2 separate regions of the Sus scrofa genome follow, and region 1 is linked to region 2. The links are chromatin contacts, called in public Hi-C maps. All regions are on one chromosome and are shown on one strand. The core of a region is the stretch at or near the end of the contact, and the rest is flanking DNA. Distances in the headings are between cores, read along the strand shown. Region 1 holds the start of LOC100153094 (glutathione S-transferase theta-1). Region 2 holds the start of MIF (macrophage migration inhibitory factor (glycosylation-inhibiting factor)).

Region 1 (6,706 bases), core at 1,184-3,683, 33 kb after region 2:
CAATAGAGAAGATCATCAAAACCAAAAATTGGATTTTTGAAAAGATTAACAACAAAATTGACAACTCTCTAGCTAAAATGACCAAGAAAAAAAGGACTTCAATTGCTCAGGTCAGGAATGAAAGGGAACACATCACTACTGATCTTTTTGAAATAGGAAATATTATAAGGAAAGACTATGTGAACAAATGATATAAACTAGATGAAATGGGAAAATTCTTAGATACACCTATTTACCAAAACAAACTCAGGAATAGAAAATTTGAATAGACCTATGACAAAGAGTTGGAAATAGTAATAAAAACACTTTCTACAAAGGAAAGCCTAAGGACCAGATGCTTTCATTGGTGAATTCTACCAAATGCTTAAAGAATTAACACCAAGCCTTCACAAACTAACTCTTCCAAAAAATAGGGCAGGAGGAAAGAGTCCACAACTCATTCCATGAAGCCAACATTACCCTGATACCAAAGGCAAGAAAAGATATCACAAAAATAAAACTGTCCAGCACGATCCCTTATAATACAGCAGCAAAAATCCTTAATGAAATACTAGCAGATTGAATCCACAGGATAGTAAACTCACTAACTTGAGATAGCTGTTCTTTGTGACCAGCTGTAATCTTTTACCAAGATGTCTGTTTGACTGCATGGATTGCTAAGAAAAACACATACAAACTACCCTTCCCCCTTACTTCTTTGGCCCAGTTCCTCAGAGCTGAGAGGCTGTTTCCCAGGCTATAATTCTCAGCAAAACCCTAGATAAAACTTATATCATTCAGGGTGTGCATTTTTCTTTCAAAAGACAGTTATCAAATTTGTTGTTGTTGCTGAGAAGAATTAAGGACCACTCAGCAGATTTCAAGTATACGGCACAGTATTGTTAACAGTTATCATGCTGTGCATTAAATGTTCACACCTTATTTATCTTGGGGATCCAAAACTTTATACTCTTTGACCAACATCTCCCCATTTCCCTCTCCCCCCAGCTCCTGGTAACCAACGTTCAGCTCTCTACTTCTACCAGTTCCACTTTTTTTTGGGGGGGTGCATCCACGGCATATGGAAGTTCCCAGGCTAGGGGTTGAATCTACACTGTGGCCGGCCACTAGCCACAGCCACAGCAAAGCAAGATCCGACCCTTGTCTGGGACCTACACCACAGCTCACAGCAACGCCGGATCCTTAACCCACTGAGCAAAGCCAGGGATCAAACCTGCATCCTCATGGATTCTTGTTGGGTTTGTTACTGCTGAGCCACAACGGGAACTCCAGAAGTTGCACTTTTTAAGATTGCACACTTGAGTGAGATCATGCAGTATTTGTCTTTCTGTGTCTGGCTTATTTTATTTAGCATAATTACCTTCAGGTTCATCCATGTTGTGGAAAATGACGTTTCCTTTTTTTTTTTTTTTTTTTTTTTTTAATTAGGGCCACTCTTGCGGCATATGGAGGTTCCCAGGCTAGGAGTCCTATCAGAGCTGAGGTGCTGACCTAGGCCACAGCCACAGCAATGCAGGATCCGAGCTATGTCTGCAACCTACACCACGGCTCACAGCAACACCAGATCCTTAGCCCACTGAGCCAGGCTAGGGATCGAATCCACAACCCCATGGTTCCTAGTTGGATTCATTTCCCCTGCACCACTACGGGAACCCCAAGTTTCCTACTTTTTTAAGGCTGAATAAATATTCCTGAGTGTGTGTGTGTGTGTGTGTGTGTGTGTGTGTGTGTGTCTGTGTGTCTGTGTGGTATAGTCTCCAGATTTGCATTATCCATTCACCCCTTAACAGATACTTAAGTTGTTTACATATCTTGGCTATTGCGAAAAACGCTGCAGTGAATATGGAATTACAGATATGTCTTTGAGATTCTGTTTTCATTTTCTTTGGATATATGCCCAGAAGTGGACTAGCTGGATCTCCCCCATCATTTTAAAGATGGAGAAACAGAGGCCCAGAGAAGGGGAGAAAGAAACCCAGGGAATGTGGTTGAGGCGCTGTGCTGGGCGCGGCAAGACTAGCTGTAAATTCCAGGCGTGCACTGGGGCAAGTGAGTTAGCATGAAGCGCTGAAAGAAGCCCTGAGGCTTTGTCGCTTGCAAGCACCACGGCCTCTGAAGCGTGGGGCCAAGAACACGGACGCTGGAGCCAAAGTTTCCCGGCCTACCATCGCTTTGGGCCTCCGTTTCCTCATCCATAAAAGAGGGACAATAGGAACTTGTGACACACGCTACAATAGGCATGAGCCCTGGGGACATTATGCCCTGTGAGACGAGCCTGGACCTGGTGCCCTCTGAGCATCCCGCCTCCCCGCCGGCAGGGGCACCATCCAAGCCCCGCCCAGCCCGCAGACCCTCTGGGCGCAGGCGATTGGACCCAAGTGGGAGGCCAAGGCCAATGGGGGAACGGCGAGGGGGCGGGGGTGGCGGTGGGGAGGGCCGCTGGTCTTCTGGCGGCGTCCGTCCGAGTCCACTGCCTTGCAAGGCCGGTCCACCCCGCCATGGGCCTGGAGCTCTACCTGGACCTGCTGTCCCAGCCCTGCCGCGCCATCTACATCTTCGCCAAGAAGAACGGCATCCCCTTCGAGCTGCGCACCGTGGACCTGCGCAAAGGTGAGTCCTGCCCAGGTTTGGGGGACCGAGACATGGGGGAGGGACCGGGAAGGCCAGACAGCGCTTAGGTGGACTCCTCCCCGAAATATCCCTTTACTGGGGTCATCCGGGATTCGGGGATCCCCCAAGCTCTATTTGGTTCGGTGGAGTGGACGCGGGGCTCAGCGGAGGCATCACCTCAGCTGAGGTGGGGAGAGGGGCATGAGGAAAGGAGGAGATGGGGGCCCCGGGAGAGAGATGGAGGCAAAAGGAGAGAGGTTTAAGGGGCCACGTGTAGAGGGAGTCCTGCCTTTGTGACCCCCAACTGCTGAAGTTCTGCAACAGCAGGAGCTGCCAGGACTTCCCAGCCCTGCTCTCTGCTCTGGCGAGGGTTGCACTGAATCCCCCTCTGCCCTTCCTCCTACTCTGCTTTGCCCTCACTTCCCTCGTCCTCAGCCTCTTATTCCTGCTGGGATGAGGTGTCCCATGGGAAGTGCTGGATGCCGGAGGGGGACTGCAGGGCTTGCTGCACCCTGCACTGGAGTGTTTGTTTCCCTGGCAGGTCCCCAGGGCCCCAAGGGCACAGCTGGCATGTTAGGGCGGCTGGGGATAAGGAAAGTAGAAGCCTCTTGTTGCTGAGGATGCACAAGTACTGAAAATCTGCTTGGCTGAACTTCCCACCCAGCACCCCCACCATTGCGGGCCTCGCCAGCCATTGTGCCTTTGGGCCAGCCTAGCCCTCCGCCTGAGCCTCTTCTGGCCCTCTCTCCCCAGCCTCCTCTGGGGACTGCCCATTTGTCCTGACCAGGGGTTACCTCTGCAGAGTGTGGGGTCAGGGAGAGGGCATGGGGACAAAGTGATGTTCTAGTCATGCTGTCAAATAGAGGGTGCAGTGGGAGGGGTGTTTCACCAGGAGGAGGGGAGGGTCCCTGATGAAGGAACAGTCTGAACGGAGGGAAAAGGGAGGAGAGAGGGTGTGACTGCTGTTGGAGGGTTAAGGAGGTAGGAACTTCTCTGATCCTTGGGGAATGGGGAGCTGCTAGAGGCTGTGGAGCAGGGCAGCAGTGATACTTAAGTGCCCTTCAGAAGCTTCCCTCGGGCTGCATCTGAAGGAGCATAAATCACTCATGAGCTCAGAGCAATGACTGGGGGACTCTGGACTGCAACTTTCGGGGACTGTGGTGGGACAAGACTGCAGAGCCTAAACACGGGACCAGCTCTGTCCCCTGTGCTTAGAACAGGGTGAGCAAGGGGACAAAGAGGACCTGGTGTAAGTTGGTTTGCAAGTTAGATAGCAGGAAAAGGCCATGTGTCTCTATTTGGTGACCCTACCTTAGAGTCCACAGGGAGAGGGACACCGTAGGAAGACAGAGTCCACTCAGGTCACCAGCCTCCCTGCCCGCTCAGCTGGGGACACCCCGCAGTGAGCTCATGATGCTAGCACTGATGGAAAGGAGATGGGTCTGTCACAGACACGGCTTGGATCCTGTGTTGCTGTGACTCTGGTGTAGTCGGCAGCTGCAGCTCCCATTCAACCCCTAGCCTGGGAACTTCCATATGCCGAAGGTGTGGCCCTAAAAAGCCAAAAAAAAAAAAAAAAAAGAAAAAGAAAAAGAAAAAAAGAAAGGTGGTGGGTGGGGTATCTGTGAGGGCTGGGCAAAGACAGGTCCTTGGAGTTCCTTGAGCTCTGTTTTATTTGGGGGGAGGTCATGCCCACTGGGACTTGGCAAAGTGTAGCAAGGTCTCTTTTGTACCCCCTGGCAGAACAGCTCCCGCAGTGGCCCCCATCTGCCTTCCCCACACTGGAGAGCAGCCAGGGATGGAGAGAAGCCACAAAATCAGAGTTTGAGGTCGGGGGAGAAAGGAGGGGGGAGCATGTAGGGCTTGGCGTTTTCCTCCCACCACCCACCACGGTGGGCTTTCTGCAGGCCAACACCTCAGCGGTGCCTTTGCCCAGGTGAACCCCCTGCAGAAGGTGCCTGTCTTGAAGGACGGGGATTTCATCTTGACGGAGAGGTAAGCAGAGCCCCGGGGTTACCAGACCTCTCTGGAACCATCTCGTCCTATCTCTATGTTATAGACAAAAAACTAAAGTCCTCAGAGGTGAAAAGCCCTTTCCTTAACATCCCACAGAGTCAGAGCTGGATCCGCGGCTTGTCCACAGTTCTAGTTCACAGAGATGGTTGGCAAAGCAAGCATCTGTTTCACAACTGTACCAATCCTGTGGGTTTTGGTGGGAGGCTGGGGAGGAGGATGGGGCAGGACATGTCTGCTTCATCCCCCAGGGCAGTTGTCTGACCAAATTGGTGTTGAGCTGCCCCAGGGGTGTCCGCACTACCCGGTGGCTCCATCTCTGGGGTGCCGCTTTCCTGGGTGGCACCTACCCACTGGAAGACCACCAGACAACAGTCCCAAGAAGTGGAAGTCTCTTTAGGGAAGGCCAACTCTTTTCCCAGTTCTGCCCCCTTCATCACTGAAGTCACTCCTCCCGCAACAAGGGGAACCTGGAGCTTTAGAACTCAGCTCTGGAGGCCCGAGGTGAACATACCCCAAACAATTCCTTGGACCATCTTCCTTCCCGCTGCCTTCTTCTGTCCCGAGTCTCATGTCACCCAGTATTGGCTGCCCTTGGGTATGTGCCGGGGGCAGTGTGCAACCTCTGTATTTCTCTTGTCTCTTCCCCCTGCCTTGGGGGAGTGTGGCCCCCAGAATCCAGCAGCCCTGCTCAGAGGTCACTTCAACAATTAGCTGAGAGCAAAATAAGCTGCAGCATATCTTGCACAGACAAGTGAGCTGGGGTCAGGTGCAGGATTCCCAATGGAGAACACAGGCCACTGGCCGACACAGAGCTTTCTGCTCTTTTGAAGGGGTTCCCAGCCCATAGGGTACCCCAAGTTCCTGATGGCCTTTCCATGGTCCCAAATTCCCATGTTCAGTGCCCTTCCAGGTCCATCCCTGTCCCAACACTGTGGCAGCCCTCCTCAGCCAGGGCAGGAGGAGAGCTGCTGGAGTCTTGTCTGTCCTGCTGGAATATGACCTCCAGCACGGCAGTGTCTCCAGCAGGTGCTGTGGGGACACAAAGGGATGACAGCAAAGCCTTTCTGAACCATCAGGCCATCGGGGGAGGGGGGTAGTGCAGGGCGGCTGAATGTTGGGTGATGAGAGTCAAATGAGAGTCGATACAGACTGCACAGAACCAAGCTTCCTTATGGCTTGGCTTTGATGCCATCTCTCTTTGGTCTTCCCATCAGAAACTGTCTCAGAACACTTGGCAGAACAGTCTGCCATGGGATTTTGCCTGGTGATAGGATGAGCTTGGGTATTAACCTTAGACTCTCAGCTCTGCCATCAAAGGCTGTGTCCTGGGCAAATCCCTTTCCTGTTCTGAGCCTCGTTTCCTTATCTGGAAACTGAGCAGATACCTGGCACACCATCAGGAAGATTAAAGAAGGGCCTTTGTACAGGAGCTTCCCTGCATCCATCACACCCTCCCCTCCTCCACAGCGTGGCCATCCTGCTCTACCTGACCCGCAAGTATAAGGTCCCTGACCACTGGTACCCTCAAGACCTGCAGGCCTGTGCCCAAGTGGATGAGTACCTGGCCTGGCAGCACACGACTCTGCGGAGAAACTGCCTCCGGGCCCTGTGGCATAAGGTAAGGTGCCCCCTCCCTCAGGCGGGGATAGTGAGGGCATTTCCCCCAAAAGGGCTAGGGCACTATTGCATTCTTTTCAGTTTGAATGGCTTCTGTTGACCTGACTTTGACTTCCTAATCCTTTCTTCTATTTGCCCAAGCTGCTGTTAAGCACATCTAATACATTCTTTAGTTGAGATATGTATTTTTCTCTTCTGGAAGTTCCGTTTGGTTCTTTTTTTTCACAGTTTCCATTTCTCTGCTGAAATCCACTATCTGTTCACCTGTTTGGTCCATCTTTTCTTCTAAATTCTTTAATGTATTTATAATAGTTACTTTGTCAGCTAATTTTAACACTTCAGTTCTCTGTGGGTTTGTTTCTATTGGTTCCCTTCTTGTTATGGGTCACATTTCCTCTTTCTTTGCTTCTTCTTTTTTTTTTTTTCTTTTTAGGGCTGTACTCGCAGCATATGGAGGTTCCCA
Region 2 (6,476 bases), core at 3,166-5,665:
TTGTTGTATGTATTAGCATCTATTCTTTGTATGGCTGAGTAGTGTTCCACTGTATGGGTAGACCATAATTTATGAACCCATTTCTCTGTTGGTGGCCTTTTTGGCTATTTCTAACCATTGGCTATCATGAATAAAACAGCTGTGAACATTCCTGCACAAGCTGTGTAGACATATGCCTTCACTTCTTTTGGGTCAATGAATTGCTAAGTGTAATAAGGAATGTCTTCAACTGTAGAAGAAATTGTTTTCCAAAGTGACTACACTGTTTTACATTCCCACTAGCACCGGATAAGGGTTCTGTATGCTCCTCAGCCTCACCAGCACTTGGCATTTTCAGCCTTTTTGTTTTTATTATTTGTCGGTCTTTTTAATTTAGCCATTCTCCTGAATGTGCAGTGGCATTTCATGGTTTAATCGTGGTTTTTCCCTGACAGCTAATAATGTTGAGCATCTTTTCATGTGTTAACATGACCATTCACATATCTTTTGTAAAGAATCTGCCCAAATGTTTTGTCCACTATTTTTTAAAAAAGATTTTTAGGAGTTCCTGTTGTAGCTCAGCAGAAATGAACCTGACTAGTATCCATGAGGATGCAGGTTCAATCCCTGGCCTCGCTCGCTCAGTGGGTTAAGGATCTGGTGTTGCGGTGAGCTGTGCTGTAGGTCACAGATGCGGCTCGGATTTGGTGTGTCTGCAGCTGTGGCGTAGGCTGGTGGCTACAGCTCCAAATGGACCACCCAGCCTAGGCCCAGCTTTTGCAGCCTGGTGGTCTCCTGGCAGACAACTGTCTTAAAATCTGGACCTTTTCGGCTGAGTGGGGGAGGTCATCGGGGGAAAGAGGACCCCTGCCAGGTCATGTGATGCCCACTGAGGGGGAAAGGTTGGGTTTGCTTGTCTTCAGCACAAATTTTACTACATCCATTGAACAAAGGCCCAGCGACTGGTGGGGGGTGGATGGATGGGGGCTCAGGGCCTGCTGGGTTCTTGCTGTGAGCGACTCTATGTGTGTGCCCTGGGGGAGAGGCCGTGGGACGGGGACCAATATCCATGGATAGGGACTGAGGACTGATGGCCAAGCTCATGTCAGGGAGAGGCAACAAGAGGACAGCAGTAGCCCTGCAGCAGAGGCCTGGCAGCCTCCCTTCCCTGCACCCCCTTCCCAGCAGGTGACTCAGGTCCTATTCAGAGGCTTGCCTCTTCTCATCCCTTCCCTCCCTCTCTGCCTGGCAGCACTCACCTACGGGACATGGCTCTTAAGAAGTCCCCTGCACCAGCCAGGAGTGGCATCTGGGGCTTGGAGCAGAGGGCCTGATTCTCCTCTGCAATGAGAAGGCAGCTGACAGGACCAGGCAGAGCCAGAAGCACCCCAGGTTCCCTGTTGCTACTCCTGACTTTTGCTTTTGTGTTCCCGCTCAAGGTGGCCCAGCAGCTGCTGCACATCTGGAGGTCATGTCGAAGTTCCAGGCAGGATCAGGAGAGAGGGCGTAGAGTAGCATCTCCATGAGCAAGGCAGCTGCTTCCCTGTGCATGCCGTGCATCACTGCACCACGTCTGGTTGCTGTGGTTCTGGGACAGGGAATATTCTGAGCAACAGAACTGGGGCTCTGTCAGTGAGGAGGGAAGGGGAGGGGATTTCAGGGAAGGTTGGCAACTGTTGGCCAAGGCCTCCAGGTGAGTGTGGGCTGTGGTTCAGCTGGTAATTGGAGCCCCAGTGACGTCAGGTGTGTTACTGTTCTATCGCTTCTAGAACAAATTACCACAAATTTAGCAGCTTAAGACAACGCACATTTATTATCTCACGGTTTCTGTGGGTTGCAAGTCGAACACAAAGTGACTGGTCTTCTGCTTTAGGACTCACGGCCCAAGTCAAGGTGTCTCAAGGTCAACTAGAGAGGAACCCACTTCCGAGTTCATTCAGGCTGTTAGCAGAATTCAGTTCCCTGCGGCTTCAGGACTGAGGCCCCCTCATCTTCAAAGCCAGTAACAGCACACTGAGTCCCTCTGCTTTAAGTCTGACTCCGCTTCTGCCTTGTCTTTGACTCGAGCTGGAGAAAATTCTCTGCTTTTAAGGGCTCCTGTGATTACATCGGAACCACCCAGATAATCCATGATAACCTCCCTATTTTAGGGTCTGTAACCCTAATTACATCTGCAAAGTGCCTTTTGCCATGTAACGTAATGCATTCACAGGTTTGGGGGACTAGGGCATGGACAGCCTTGGAGGCCCTCTGCCTGCTACCGAGCAACAGGGCAGAAGGTAGGCACGCAGCCAGGCCCAAAAGAAATAGTCCCCCAGCTCAGGGAGCCTAGAAAGGAAGCAGTAACTCACACACAGAAATATGGTGATAGCCTGGAAGAAGAGAACAGGTGCTGGGCTCCTGACTGGGCCTGACCCAGCCAGGAGCTTTGGGTGCTGAAGCAGATCAGGGAAAGTGCAGGAGGGGACCAGGTCACCCAGGGCACTGTGATGGTACTGGGGACCATCACCAGTAATTAAACCACTTGGGTCCTCACAACATCCCCCTGTAAAATGGACACTACTGTCATCCCCAAGTTACAGGCAGGAAAACTGAGGCTCAGAGAGGTTAGCCAAGTGTCCAAGCTAGTGACAAGTGGGACTGGGAATCTAGTCCCTCCTCAGAGGCCCTCCCTGAAAGACAGCAGTGACTACTCCTGGGAAGGGAGGGTACACAAAGGCTGTCCTGATGGGGAAGGCTCCCCTCTGTCACAGTAACAACCTGAAAACCATAGCGGCTCACCCACAGGGCATTGCAGGTGTTTGTTGGAGAGGCTCTGTGTCACCCGCTGCCACATCAGAGAACATGGAACTGGGCACTAGCTTTTGGATCTTCTGCCTGGAATCATTTGCGTCACTTCTGGTCACTGGACAAAGCAAGTCACATGGCCAGATCTACCTGGGTAGGCAGGGGGAACAGACTCCTCCTCCAGGAGAGGCCAGGCCAAGAGTGATGCCAGCTAACTTAGACTAAGGTGGGATCAGGGGTGGGGGGAGAGGCGAGGATAAAGGCATAGTGGAGGGAGGCACAGTTCACTGGGAGGAGATCAGAGGTGGGAGAAAAGTCATGCACTTGGATGTGGACACCGGGAGCAGGCCATGCTGAGTTGGCTGCTGGAGCTCAGAGGAGCATCCTGGGCTGGAGACATCAGTGCATCAGTGGTAACAGAACCCTGAGCACAGAAAGACGGCTGGGTGTGGGAGTGGGGAGGAAAGTGATCTGGGCCTACCTGGAAAGCCCCACATTTTACAGAGTTATTGGCACAGCTGGGCCATGAGACCTTCCCTCTGGAGGCCAGCTGGTCCCACAAGCCTGGTGGCCTTGATCCATCATATGGCCATTGTCAAGGCCAGCAACATGCTCTGCCACCTTAACCAGACCACAACTGTCAGAGACCAAGGACAGGGCTTTCCTGGAGAGCTCTGAGACTGGCCAAACCTGCATGCCCCTTGAGTGCCAGTCCCCAGCCCAGCCCCCTGACCAGGGGTCTCCTCAGAGCAGGGGTCAGGTGGCCCTTCTGTCCAGTAATGGCAGGGCCTGCAGGCTCATCCCTGGCCCTGACCTCTTCCTGCCCCGTCATGGCTAACTTCATTCACCCAGTATTTAGTCCATGTCTTTCATATGCTTGGCACCTACTAGCTACCCGTTGAGCTGACCACTAGTGGAAGAAACAGAAAATTCACTCAGGCTGTAAGAGGGCGTCCCCAGAGGACACATCAGAGGAATTGCCCAGGGGACTCAAGTTTTGGGGTGGGCTTTGAGCTCTGTCAGACATCCCCTCCTACTCGCTGCCCCTACCCGGGGCACCACCCAGCATCCCCACCCACCTTGAGGAGCAGGGGTATAGGGAAGGCATCTGGATGGTGACTCATTTGTGGTAGCCCCCTCCCACCTGCATCAGTGACTGCGCCTCACCCCTACACATGAACACCAGCACGCCCACCCGTCCACTCAGGACAGTGGCCCCAGAGACTCAGGACACACAAGGGCTCAGTGAGAATGAGCTGGACTTCATCTACTTGTCCAGCTGTGAGCTCCTGGAGGGCCAGAAGCCACCTGCCCCCCTAACCGCAGTATCCCCGCTCCTGGCACACAGATGAGTAGATATCTGTGACTAAATAAAAGGGCTGATGAACGAGGGAAAGGCACACTTCTGGCCACGAGGTGGTGAACGGCTTTGGAGGGGGCACCCAGCCAGGGGTAGGCGGAGTAGGGTCTCAAAGTCCCGCCGTGAGGGCGGGGCCTCTGCCGGCGGTGACGTCACCAGTCGCGAAGGCCTCGCGGCCTCGGGGGCGGGATCTCCGCCGGCGGTGACGTCACGGGGCGGAACCGCAGTCGCAGTGGGCGGGGCGCCGGGCGGCGGTCACGTATCTCAGGTTCCCCTGCTTCTTGACCGCGCAGTTAGGTTCCTGTGCTCCGGGTCCCCACTGTTCCTGGCCATCATGCCGATGTTCGTGGTAAACACCAACGTTCCCCGCGCCTCTGTGCCGGACGGGTTCCTCTCCGAGCTGACTCAGCAGTTGGTGCAGGCCATGGGCAAGCCGGCGCAGGTCTGCCACGAGGGCCGGGCGAGGCGGTTCCGGGCTGAGGCTGGGGTTGGGGGAGGGGGGGCGGCGATTCCGGAATGGGGCTCCGGGCGGGGAAGGGACGCGGGGGCGGGGGGCGTCTGGGCCGGCGAGGTCACCCGGGCCGACTGACCGCGTCCCCTCCCCCGCAGTACATCGCGGTGCACGTCGTCCCGGACCAGCTCATGGCCTTCGGAGGGTCCAGCGAGCCGTGCGCCCTTTGCAGTCTGCATAGCATCGGCAAGATCGGCGGCGCGCAGAACCGTTCCTACAGCAAGCTGCTGTGCGGCCTGCTGGCCGAACGCTTGCGCATCAGCCCGGACAGGTGCGTGGGCGCCGAGGGCCGGGGAGCACGCGGCCACGGCGGCCGCCCAGTTGCCCGCTCAGCCTCGCTTCCTTCTCCGCAGGATCTACATCAACTACTACGACATGAACGCGGCCAATGTGGGCTGGAACGGCTCCACCTTCGCCTGAGGGCCGCACCCCAAGACTCCTTTGCTCTCGGCCTGGCGCCGCCGGCTCTGTTTTCTGCCTGCCTCGCCCCTAGCGACCCCAGCTCCCGGAAGAGAGAAATAAACGGTGTGGAGATGGCTGCCTCCGGCTTCCTTGACTAGCGGAGGAATTGGTGAAGGGCCGGGTCAGTGACAGGGGTCCGAGGCCGGGAGGGGCGCCCCCAGAATGAGCTGTGGGGCGCCTTCCCCTACCCTTTGCCAGCAGAAGGCCCCACTGAGGTTGGCATCCTTCCAGAGGCCACAACCCAGGAATCAAATTCGAATCGGGAATCCATAGTCTGTCCCCCACCCTCTCTCCTGCCGAGGCACCACGTGGGCTAGGGTTGGCGGGCAAAGGGGGAGTAATCCAAATCCGGGTGAGGGCGCCCGCTCCACCTCAGGAGTCATTCTCTGCCAAGCTGGTGCTTCAGTGTCTTGACTTAGGAAATCCCATTGTTTTGGAACTTTAGGATGGTTTTCAAGTGTGGGACAGAGGCTCCAGGAGGTGGATTCTGGTTATGCTGCCCTGTCCACCCCAGTTCCAGGCCTGGGTAGGGCTCCCTTCAGGCACCCAGGCCCTTAGGAATAGCAGTTCCCTGAGGGCATACTCCTATAGTTTGGGTGCCATTCATGTTTTCTAGTGCGCAGCAAGTCCGGAAAGCCTGCAGGTGGCTAGTTAACCCCACTAGGACGCTGAGGATTTGATCAAGAACAAAATCAGTATCAAGGTGCAATAGGACAGTTTCCTGGCTTAGGATCCTTTCTCCAAGTGCAGGGCCTTGCTCCCTTGTGGGGTGGTGACAAGGTACTGGGCAGTCCTCCAGCCAGGAGGTGCTGCTTGCCCAGGCCAGTCACCTTTAGGCTGAATGCCTCACTGCCCCACAGCAGGAGATCCTCCATGGACCTGCGCAGCAACTCCAAGTTGAGGCCCAGCCCTGAGCACTGGGGACTTAACGTGCCTGGAGTTGGCGTCCCTTGATCAGAGCCGGCACCTGTGTCTTGGCTAAAGTGAAGAGCCAGCTCTGCCCTTCCTGCACTGCCCACCCTGTGGGAGAAGCCCAGTTCATTGCAGCTGCCTGCAGAGAGAGGCTCTTCCAGCCCCATGAACCCCGTTCCTGGGGGCCTAACCTCTGGACCCCTGGCCCTGCACCTGAGACCCCTTGTTCTGCCTCAGCCCCTGAGATAGACAAGAACATCCTAGATAGAGGTGGTTTTTTAAATTCCACAGAATTGAAGTGAACCGTTTTTGGAAGGTGAAGGACTCTGGGGAAGAGGGTAACCGCCTGAGCCCAGCCCCTGGAGCGCTTTCCTTCTGATGCTGGGAGTGAGGAACAGGCCTGCCTCTGAGCCATAGGCAGTAATAAGGCCCACCTTGTTCCTGTACATGTGCTGGAGCCTGGGG

The links. A called contact is a pair of places that touch in the nucleus more often than the background predicts.
Region 1: a Hi-C map of embryonic fibroblasts shows a contact between it and region 2, with 1.6 times the contacts expected there. The contact joins the promoter of LOC100153094 here to the promoter of MIF in region 2. A contact is called at or near these places in 8 of 47 Hi-C or Micro-C datasets (embryonic fibroblasts, epiblast stem cells, heart right ventricle and 3 more) and 2 of 2 datasets of contacts at active chromatin or transcription factors (alveolar macrophages and skeletal muscle).

What each region holds. Positions count from the first base shown.
Region 1 is chr14:49,803,395-49,810,100 of Sscrofa11.1, reverse strand. It overlaps LOC100153094 (glutathione S-transferase theta-1), which reads left to right and starts at 2,433. Exons shown (of 5, transcript NM_001315568.1): 1 at 2,433-2,610; 2 at 4,518-4,605; 3 at 6,094-6,244. The coding sequence starts at 2,499.
Region 2 is chr14:49,839,002-49,845,477 of Sscrofa11.1, reverse strand. MIF (macrophage migration inhibitory factor (glycosylation-inhibiting factor)) reads left to right here and starts at 4,415. Exons shown (of 3, transcript NM_001077213.2): 1 at 4,415-4,568; 2 at 4,736-4,908; 3 at 4,991-5,175. The coding sequence starts at 4,461. The coding sequence ends at 5,057.